Regions from separate parts of the Ovis aries genome. Here region 1 is linked to region 2. A link is a contact called in public Hi-C data. All regions are on one chromosome and are shown on one strand. The core of a region is the stretch at or near the end of the contact, and the rest is flanking DNA. Distances in the headings are between cores, read along the strand shown. Region 1 holds the start of SPOCK1 (SPARC (osteonectin), cwcv and kazal like domains proteoglycan 1). Region 2 overlaps SPOCK1 (SPARC (osteonectin), cwcv and kazal like domains proteoglycan 1).

Evidence for each region. A called contact is a pair of places that touch in the nucleus more often than the background predicts.
Region 1: a Hi-C map of hypothalamus shows a contact between it and region 2, with 6 times the contacts expected there. The contact joins the promoter of SPOCK1 here to the enhancer-like site in region 2. A contact is called at or near these places in 3 of 16 Hi-C or Micro-C datasets (hypothalamus, liver and mixed tissues).

Annotation. Positions count from the first base shown.
Region 1 is chr5:46,589,821-46,595,374 of ARS-UI_Ramb_v3.0, reverse strand. It overlaps SPOCK1 (SPARC (osteonectin), cwcv and kazal like domains proteoglycan 1), which reads left to right and starts at 1,800. Exons shown (of 12, transcript XM_042250908.1): 1 at 1,800-1,945; 2 at 2,545-2,730. The coding sequence starts at 2,545.
Region 2 is chr5:46,467,600-46,472,853 of ARS-UI_Ramb_v3.0, reverse strand. The region is part of intron 2 of SPOCK1 (SPARC (osteonectin), cwcv and kazal like domains proteoglycan 1); the gene reads left to right. Among named protein-coding and RNA genes, the nearest start is that of SPOCK1, 120 kb to the left of the region's middle. Within about 2 kb of position 2,808, at least 8 of the 54 cell types and tissues checked have an H3K27ac peak or open chromatin away from gene starts, as enhancers often do. A contact at or near this core is called in hypothalamus, where this site is marked.

The sequences.
Region 1 (5,554 bases), core at 551-3,050, 120 kb before region 2:
TCAGGGCTGCCCACTTGGAGCAGACTGCTGATGTGGTAAGTCATGTCAGTCAGGGAAGAAGAAAGGCAGGTTGGAGTGGGTGGTAAAAGGATTTGGAGCTGAACTTACTTGGGTTTCCACGAGAAAGTAAGAAATGTACTCTCCATCATATGTAAATGTCTCTCCTGCTCTGATACCACCAGGACATAAAATGAAAATACCTAAAATATTCCTGTGACAACTGCAGTCCCCGGTATAATAGTTGTGACTCCACTCCTTTCCTCCCTTTCAGGAAAACTTCTAGGAATGTAAATCAGTCAGAGTAATGTTGGGATAAGCATCTGCTACTTTTTTTAGGAAAAAATCATAATCTAACTTCATAATGCAACCAAATTACTTGCAGTACAATCAAAGCTGACCACATCACATATGTAGGGGCTCAGTGTCGAGAGCTTGGCTCTGGGCACGGTGGGCACTGGTGAAAGAGCCAAACTGGGCCTCTGCCCTCACGGAGCTTGCTCCAGGCATGCGGAGACACAGACTTGGAGTGAGTGATTTCAAGTGATCTTGCAGCTGAGAAGCACTGTGTTCTCAGGGGAAAGTCACCAGCATCCTGGCCTCATGCAGCATCCTGGCCTTCAGTTCAGCAAGCCTGTCTGAAGCAGTCAGGGTGAATAAGCTGAGAGCTGAAATCAACGAGGCTGGTGTTGGGGGCAGGTGTGGTCAGCAGTCCAAGTAGAAGTCACCACCCCGTGCTAGAGGGAGCCCACATCCGCTGAGACCCATACCAAAGCTAGGAAGTCAGGGAAGAGATGAGGTGGTGTGAGAGGCAGCCAGAGAGGCCAAATGTGCAGGGTTTGGAGCCTCAGCCGTGAGTTTAGTCTTTATCAGGAAAGCAAACATGAAGAGATGTAAGTGTGTGTCGATGGAAGATGGGTGACTATGTCAGACCTGTTCTAAAAGCATGCAGCCATCTGCAGAATGGGCTGTGGTTGTACAAGAGAGAGGCAGCAGGTCAGTATGCCCTGTCCTTTTGATCAGACTTGCCTGAGGATCTGGAATGCCAATGGGGGCTGCATCTCCTGCCTCAGTGTCCTGTCCCTGAGCCTGGCCTATTCTCCCTCTCCTGCTCCCTTCCCTCTGGGAAAACCCAAGAGGCTGGTGCTGGGGCCAGTTCCCAAGGGTGGGGACAGAAACATATGTGGACCTTGCTGTGTAAGAACACCAAGGGATGCCCACAGGGCCAATGTGGTGACACAAGGCAGAAATAGGTGACAAATGATAGAAACGGGGGCCAGAAGGACTGTCTTAAGGGACTGACGGTAGTTGTCATGGTACAGGGCATGGATGTGCAGAGATGCGGGTGGGTGCATGACCTGGGGTGGGCAGTGCAGAAATTCACTCACTTCAGGACGCTCTCCTAAGGCATGCTGATTCAGCGAGTCTGGGGCGTGAGCCAGGTGTCCCGATTTTTAAAAAGTCCTCCCTCCCCCCCATTAAGATGATCCTGACTTAAGTGGTCCAACGACCTTGCTTTTGAGAATGCCTCAACGTTGGCCCTCCTCTTGGCCTTGATTCTCGGTTCCCTAGCTGTCTCTCGCCAGCCTGGGCCTGAAAGCTTATTTCAGCCTTGCGTAGAGATGTGAATAACCAGGATCCCCAGCTGCCTGACCAGGGGCGGCGGGGCGGGCGGGCGGGCGGGCCGCACAGCGGCGCGCGGCCGCCAGGGGTCGCCAGAGGCCTCGGCTCGAGCGCTCGGGCTCCTCCGCCCGCGGACGCCGCGCCCGAGCGAGCCTGCGAGCGAGCGAGCGAGCGGAGCCAGAGCGCTGCGGGCTCACAAAGCGGCAGGACGCGCGGCGGCGGGTGGCAGGAGCGCTGGGGAGCTAGCCAGCCGATTAGCCTTCTCGGCCACCGCGCCACAAGAGCTCGAGCAACTCGGACGCGGGGACCCGGGCCGGGCCCCAAGGTACGTTCCCCGCAGAACCCCGCGCCCCAACTTGGCGTAGTTGGGACACCTCCCCGCGGCCACCGGGGGTGGGGGCTGGCGGGGTCAGGGCCTGCCTGGGGCTGTCTCCGTGCGCCCCTCTTTCCCCGAGGCGGCGGCGGGGGGCGAGGGGAGACACCCCCCGACCCGGTCCGCAGGTCTATCCCCCATTCAGTGGGAGCCTGGACTGCTGGTCGGAGCCCTGTTTACCCCCTCCCTACCCGAGCTCTGGGCGCAGTGTCTGGGAGTCAGGCTTGCGGGTCCAGGGCTCTCCGTTTTCGGGGAGGGGTTCTGAAGCCCCTATCCGAGAGCGGCGGTGCGTAGGGCGCCCGGACGATAGCGGTCCTCTATAGTTTGATAGAGGCCCCTAATTTGTGACGCAGCCTCTTCATTTGAAACCGACCCAACCCCCCTCCATTCGTGAGAGAGACCCCTGGGTCTGTAGATCCGCCGCAGGTGTGCCCGGGGCTGACCCTGGCCCCGCGGGGCGGTCCCCGCTCGCCCCGACGGCGGGGGCGCGCAGCCCTCCGCTCGCCGCCCCGGGCCTCCCCTCACCGCCCCCGCGTGCCCCTGCCCCGCAGATGCCAGCGATCGCGGTGCTCGCGGCGGCTGCCGCGGCGTGGTGCTTCCTCCAGGTCGAGAGCCGGCACCTGGACGCGCTCGCCGGAGGCGCGGGCCCCAACAACGGCAATTTCCTGGACAATGACCAGTGGCTGAGCACAGTCTCTCAGTACGAGCGGGACAAGTACTGGAACCGCTTTCGAGACGTGAGTACTCGGGGCCCTGCGGGGGGCGGGAGAGCCTCAGAGCCGGAGGTGGGTGGTGGTGGCGGGGCGGGGCGGGGGTGGGGGGGTGGCGGGGCGCCTTCCTAGCGTGTGGGAGAAGCGCTGGTGCAGACTTCGCAGGCAGCTTGTGGGGTCGGGGTTCATGGGCTTCATCTTGCCTGAGAGGAACTTTGAAGACAACTTCGAAGGCTTGATGCTCTTCGCCCCTGTTACCTGCGGTCCAGGTGTGTGTAATGGTACCACTGGGGGAAAGTGATTGCACTGAACATGGTATTAACAGTGGGCAGCTGCGGAGACAGAGGCTCCTTCAGCTTAGGAGTTCTCCTAATGCTGCTGGTTGACTTTATCAAGCCCCCTGGAGAACCTCCCTGGGTAGCAGTGACTTAGACCATCTCTGGCAGGGGGCGGGGTGGGGTGGGGGTGTCCAGAAGAATGCCTGTTGCCGAGGTTTAGGTTCGGAGTGAGCCCAGCTTGTTGAGTAGGGAGCCAGGTGTCCAGGAGGTTCAGAGAACCATGGCTTTGATACATGCTCCTGTTGGGAGGGAGCATGGGGGTTTGGACCCTGGGCATCCTTAGAATGGAAAGGGAGCAGGCACTGGTGAGTTAGTCCACCACCCTGAAGGGGAGCCTGAATGGCAGAGGATGCTCCTCTGAGGGAGACGTGGGAGGCGAGAAAGTTATTCCTGGGCACCCAGAGGCAATCTGCTGCCTGTTTCTGCCCCAGGCTGGCGGCTGCTCCCCAGGTACGACCGGGAAGATGCCGGCCCAGAGGCTCCTGACGCAGTCTTTCCAGCAGATGGCATCCCCTCTGTGCTGTGGGAGGTGCTGCCAGCTCTCTCAGAGGCTGCCCCAGGTGGCTGGGACCATGTGCTTCTAGGGGACTAGGGAAAACTTAAATGATATTTAACACTAGGAATTCCTGCCCTGGGGAGGGACCCATACCACGGAGCCCCTGGTCTTGGCACAGGACTCCTTGAGTGGGAGACATGTGGAAGTGGGACCTGGATTCCTCTTACCCCATGCCCGGCATGCCTAGCCATTGCAAAGGGAGGGCCTGAGAAATCCAGTTAATCCAGATGTCTTCTAGTACTTTCTAAAGAGCACCTCTCCAGGGCCCATTCCAGAGGCGCTAAGGCCTTGAGTGGGGACTTACTTATCTCTCTCCTCTCTGTTCCTCTTCCCTTTCCCTTTAGTTGATGGTGGTCTTTTCCTTGAAAGAGGCTTTCGAACACTTTGGATGAACAAGCGATATGAGGCCTTACTGCTCCTCTCCCCGCCACCCCCGACCCCCACCCCCTAGCACCATGAGATCTGTTCCTGATCTGTTCTGTTAACCATCTCGCATCCCTTTTCTGTTCCACCCCAAAGAGCCCTGTACAGACTACCTTTGCCTGTGGCTGAAAAAGTTGGCCAAGCTGCCTGAAAGATGCCCTATGAAAGCTTCCATTCCCAGACTCACACAGGGTAGAAATTATCTTGCTTTTTTCTTGCCTTCTTCATTACATTTTAGATAAAGTTGAGGAAAGGGGCAGATGCTTGACTCTGCCCCTTGGCTAGAGCTGGAGGACACAGCCCCTTCTGCACACCCCCTCTGGTTCATGTGGCAGCTGGGTTGGATGGAAAGCGACTGTGCCTGTTGGTCTTCGGTGTGGACAGGTTTACTCTGCTTTTGTGTATTTTCAAGGTTTTCTAGTCTTGGTGTATCATGCATATGGCACTCTTCTTGTTTCCCATTCAGATTTAAATTTCAAAAGATTGGGCTTTTCTTCATTTCTCATCTTTCTTGCAAATGGTGACATTTTTAATTCTTGGATCAGTGTTTTTACAAGCCTAACTGATCATGAAGCTCTCAAGTGGGGTGCTTGTTAAATTGTAGCACCCAGACTCACCCCTTCCTCCTCAGAGATTCTGATTCTATAGTCCTGGGATGAGTGCTGGAAATCCATATTTTAAAAGAACATTCTAGGTAATTCCTAGGATGACTAGGAATACTTCCTGTTGAAAATATCCTAAGCTTAACAAAAAGAGAAAATCTGTGTTCAAATGCATTGCTTTTTTTGTTTCTGGAGCAAATTTAGGTGTTCAGCTAATATTTTTTAGCAGTATATATTCTTTAAAAATGATAATTTAATCCAACGTACCATTAAAAACATCCAAAATGTTTCAGAATTTCAAATATCTTCAATCATCAACCGTGGCATTAATATAAGCTCCATGGAGTCTTCTGATGCTAGCCGTGGGTCAGACATAATTTAATTCCATTAATATAATTTAATGCCGTTAACCTCTTTAAAGTGTTATGAAACTCAAACTAGATTCTCTTTTAGGCTGAGTCTGAGTGTCTTTAGTTGATTGTTTTACTTGAAATAACCACAAAACCTCCATCCCCTGGGACCAGGGACTAAAATGTTGCTTCCTGTAGAAGCAATTCAGTGGACAGTTGACAGAGCTTCAGCAAAGGGTGCCAGGGATCAGCCAGCCTGGTGATTTTCACTGAGCCATCACTGTTTCACTGGCCTCGCTGGAGATTGACAACGCTCAGCTTCTCTCCTGCTGTTTCAGTTTTGTGGAAACCACTGATAACTTTGAAAGACCAGGCCCTGAAACTATTATGATATTGTTATGATGCTTGTCAGTTGTGAGAAAGTAACTTTTTGCCTTTTACTTTGTGAAAGGAAACTTTTTGCCCTTTCCCTTGACTTGTTTTCTTTTTTTTCTTTTTTGTCTGTTTTCTTTTTTGCACTCAAGGGAAGACATATTAAGAAGTGGCTTTTGAACTTTTGAAATTGAAAACTAAGAGCCCCTT
Region 2 (5,254 bases), core at 1,559-4,058:
CAAGAGGGGAGGGACTCTGCTAGGGGAGGCTGCCTGGCTCTGGCCTGGGGGGAGGGGCAAAGCTGTGTCCGTGCTGCCCTCCCTGGGACCAGAAGTCCCCAGGACCCTGGCTTGCTTTCAGGGGGCTATGGCTGGGTGGGGTCCCCAGCTTTTATGCTAAGTCCAGCTTGTTCCCAGCTCTGGGAATAGTCAGAGGCAAGTGTGCCCCGAGTGGCCTGCTGGGTGTGAGAGCCTGGTGGCTGCTGACTTCCTTTTGCCACAGATGCCCAGGTCGCCTCACATACTCAGCTGCTGAGATGGCCAGCGACAGTTTTACTGCAGTCAGCGCTTTTAAGATTGCTTTTGAGTCTCTTGCTGTGCCTTCTGAAAGGGCCTGATGCTCTTGGGTGCAGCGAAAGGGAATATTCTTCCAAGCCCCTTTGAAGTAGTGGGCACGGGCTTTGTTCTCTGCAGACGAGTCTTTCCAGAATCAAACTGGATCTCCCCAGCGGGGCGGGCGGGGAGGTTGCTGGAGGTCAAATATAACCTGTGCAAACCTGGAGCATGAGGCTCCCCCTGGCTAATTCCGCTGCTGAGTGTTTGATTGCTGTGGCTGATGTTTTGTTTGGGTTTTTTTTTTTTTTTTAATCTATTTTTATCTTAACGACCCAGATAGGCAATGGCCTTCTTTCTTAAAGAAGTCTGGGTTCGTTCTTACCAAAATGCAAGATTCTGGATTAAATAACTTACTGTGATTTTCATTTTATATTTTATTGAGGTATAAGGCAGAAAAGTGCACACATCTTAAGTATACAGCTAAATAAATGTTTCTCTCTAATATTCCTCTACAGTCTTGTCTAGATTAAGATATAAGAACATTTGCAACACCTGAAAAGGTTCATGCTCTTCCCATGCTCCCTTACCAAGGGCAACCATCATAATGACCTTTACTGCCATCGGTTAATTTTGGACTTGATACAGGATGAGTTCATCCAGTATGCATTCTTCTGTATCTGTCTTTTACTCATCATGTCTGGGAGATTACCTTGTCTCCAGAAGTAGTTCTTTTTCACTGCTGTGTAATATTCCATTACTTGACTTTATTATCACAATCTAGTATTTCTACCGTTGATGGGCATTTGGCTTCTTCACATTTTTTAAATCCTTATTTATTTTTTTCTTTTTTGGGGGGCCATGCCACACAGCATTTGGAATCTTAGTTCCCCAACCAGAGATCAAACCCATGCTCTCTGCAGTGGAAGCATGGAATCTTAACTACTGGGCCACCAGGGAATGTCCTGTGACATTTTTAAAAGCTGAGCATATAGGCTATCCTTTGATGCTGGTCATCATTTATTCGAATGATTAAAAAAAAATTAGCAGTGGAGCTTTCTTTTCCCCAAGTGCAATTCCACATGGAATTTGTACTGAGGAGCTAGACTGAGTGTGGCTGCTTCAACTGGTTGGTGGCTTTGGCTCCACCTCTTTGCCTTCTCTGTCCCCTGGGGTGACTGTGGGTGGGGAGGCTTAGCTGGTTGTTTCAGGACCTGGCCTCTGGAGTTGGACCACCTGCCTGGTTTCCCTTGTTGTGCATCCTTGGACAAATCACTTAATCTCAGTTTCTTTATGTACAAGATGGAGGTTGAAGAAAGTAGTGCCATCATACAGTTATTGAAAACATTAAGACAACAAATGCAAAGCAGCGTTGACACTTAGCCAGTGCTTAGCAAGTGGCACGCTAAGTGCTGCTGCCATCCTTGCAGGCACCCGCATTTCCATCTTGCGGGGTCCTAGTGCTCCCTGGGGCACCATCACAAAGCTATGAATTCATGCCACTGGCAGGATTGCAGCTCTTCTCATCCCTCCAGCCCCGTGGAGACGCATACACCACAGTGCCTTGGAGTGGCTCTGAGGTTCTCCTCCCTGCTGGTGTGTGAGTGCCAGTGAGGCAGGCACGTGGCTCCCTGTGGAGCCTGGCAGAAAGCTGGCCCTCCACCGGGCAGTGGAAATGTACCCCCCAAAGCCCTACCCAGGCTCATGTTTTGCTGTGGACCTGGGCTTTGTGGGACTGTTGTGTTTGCTAAATGAAGCCTGTCTGTCTGGGTCTCTATCCTTGTGGCGAGATGTCCTTGTGGCCTGAATCCAGAAAGATGTTAGGATGGGGAGAATGGAGCCCCGCCTGTCAGGCTTTTATCCCACTTTGGCTTCCAGCCAAATGGGATTTTTGGAGCCAGGCCCAGATGTAGCTGAAAGGATTAGATGTAACTGTTATTACTGTTCATAATAGCAGTATCTTACATTTATTTAGTGTGTGCTATCTGCATTAGACGTGCTTCACAAAGGCCCTGTGAGGTAGGCGCCACTGTTACATTTGTTGATACATGTTGATCTGCCCACTGGGTACCTCTTTCTCCAACTAGGATTAAGTCCTACGGGGGAGGGATTTTTTTTTCCTTTTCTTCACCGTTATATCCTCCTGAAACTAAGATAGTAAAGAATCAGTAAATATTTGTTAAATGAATGAATAATTCTCTCTTTTAAAGAAGAAGACATGGGAGCTCAGAGAACTTAGGTAACTCAGCCAAGGTCACACTGTGAGAGCCGAGTATGGGTGATGCTGGGCTTCTGCTGACGACTGTGGCCTGTGCAGGGGGTGGCGGCCCCACTCAGAGGACAGAGGTCCAGGTTTGGGGACCTGAGCTCAGGGTTGGAAGATCTCCCTGGTAATGAATCCAGTGTGTGTCATTGAGGAGGTGTCCTCTGCTACCCAGCTGGGGTCATTCAGGACTCTCACCTGTGGAGGGGTTGAGGTCTTGGGCGCCCCCATGTGGCCTGACAGAGCAGAAGCTCCGTGGTGGGCCTCAGGCTTGGCCCTTTACATGCTGCAGATGCTGGGGAGGCATTTCTGTCCTGAATCAGTCTAGAGGAAGGCTGATGGGGGCTAGGGGGGCAGGGCAGGAAGTGAAACCCACCCTTGTCTGACAGGGACAGCAGTTCAGTTTTGTACTTGTGTGTGCATGCTAAGTTGATTCAGTCATGCCCGACTCTTTGCAACCCTATGGACTATAACCCACCAGGCTCCTCTGTCCTTGGGGATTCTTCAGGCAGAAATACTGGAGTGGGTTGCCATTTCCTTCTGCAGGGGATTTTCATGACCCAGGGATCGAACCCGGGTCTCCTGCGTTGGCAGGTGGGTTCTTTACCACTAACGCCACTTGGGAAGCCCAGTTTTGTGCTTAGCTCAAAGCAAAGCAGTTCACACTTGGGAGTTTTCACCCTCTTTCTCTTTAAGCTCTGGGTATCCCAGTAGCCATCTCTGGACTGGAAGCTCTGCTGAGCATGCCAACCTCAGGGAGGCCTTTCAAGTCATCTCGGTTCTTCTTCTTCTTCTTCTTTTTTTTTTTTAATATTTATTCATTTACTTGGCTGTGCCGGACCTTAGTTGTGGCACCTGGAGCCCTTGACCCTCTTTGCTGCCTCTGAGTTCTTCAGTTGTGCAAGCAGGATCTAGTTCCCCGACCAGTTCCTCCTGCATATTGAGAGTGCAGAGTCTGAGCCCTTGGACCACTCAGGACATCCCCATCTTGGCTCCTGAACACAGTTTAACTCATAGCACAGTTGGCAGCAGGCGATGCCCATGATGCCCTCATACCACACATTGCAGCTGCCCGGAGTTTCTGAGTGATTTCCATGTTTGTGAGGAGACGACTCAAGGCTAGATGCTGGCTGGTAAAGGGCTGCTTCCCTTTGGGCCTCTTCACCAGCTGCTCGTTGCTCCTGCTCTGTGTCCAGTGAAACATGTGCTCACCTATTTGTGGTTCGGTGCGTATCACTACTCTGCTGACTCCGTAGTTTTCTGTGCTGAGCATTGTCGTTTCCTGGTATTTTACTTTGGGATCCTTACCCACTCTAGTCTCTTACATACGCTCTCTTCCCTTTCTGAGAATTCCTGACACAGACTTGGACTTTTTTTGGGACGGTTGTGAAACTGACGTCAGTTGGGTGCTGCTTAAAAATGTGTGTTTCCCCTTCTTAGCTGTTTCTCACCCTGGGGTCATTTTTAGCAGGTTTTAAAGATGGTGCCTTGTCAGAATCTTTTCTTTAAAAAGGTGAAAAAATGAAATCGTGGGTGTCTTTGTGGGTTTTTCCCCTTCGCACGCAGGAAGGGATTTATATCCAGTCCTTGGAATGAAGGATGAAGACCATATTTCTTGGCACATGTAGTGGGCTGCAGAATGTGGAATTTAATGGATTTAGCAAGCAGGAGGCAGGAGAGCATCGGAATTAAGAGCTTGGCTCTGGATGCCCTGCTTGAGCCCAGGTGGGGCCCGGGCCAAGCTCCTTCATGTCGTTTCCTCATTCTCTAGACCTGCGTGGTCCACCAGAGTGACCATAAGCCAAGTGTGTCTACTGATTGAATTGAGATGCACTGTGAGTGTAGAATATGCAGCAGATTTCAAAGTCTGAAATAAAAAAAACCCAAAAACCTGATGATTTATTTTTTAAAATACTGATGACATGTTGAAATAATATTTTCTATATGTTAGGTTAAATAAAATATTTGCTAAACTTAATTACACCAATTTCTTTTTACTTTTTAATGTGGCTGCTAGAAAATTTGTGTTACTCCATGGCCTATGTGTGTGTTCACATTATATATCTATTGGGCAGAGCTGACCTAGACTGGTAGAGCCCTTCTTCATGAGTTCTTGTGAAGATTAACTGGGCAAATAGATGAAAGAGCTTAGTTTGGTGCGTGGCCTGTAGCAAGCATTCAGGGAAACTTCAAGGCTGTCACAGTCACCGTGGCCATCATCTTGTCATCAAGGGTGGGGATCTAAGCTAAAATTTGGAGATGTCTGAAGTATTGTTCTAGGTGAACTCTCCTTCCTCCAAAGAGGTTGTATATAATTTAGGGTTTCTCTAGTGATGTAGAGATTTCTGCTCCCCTTGGCTTCCCATTTTTGTGTGTGTGTGTGTGTGTGTGTGTGTGTGTGTGTGTGTGTATGTGTTTTTCTGGCTATATGGCTTGGCATGTGGGATCTTAGTTCCCTGACAAGGAATCAAACCTGCACCACCTTCATTGGAAACTTGGAGTCTTAACCACTGGACCACCAGGAAAGTCCCTCCATTTGTGTTTTTAATGGAAGATTATTTGTGTAATTCATAGTGAACCTGTTACCTAAGGGAATGTCCTCTTGACTCATTGAAAAAGACCCTGATACTGGGAAAGATTGAGGGCAGGAGGAGAAGGGGGTGGCAGATGATGAGATGC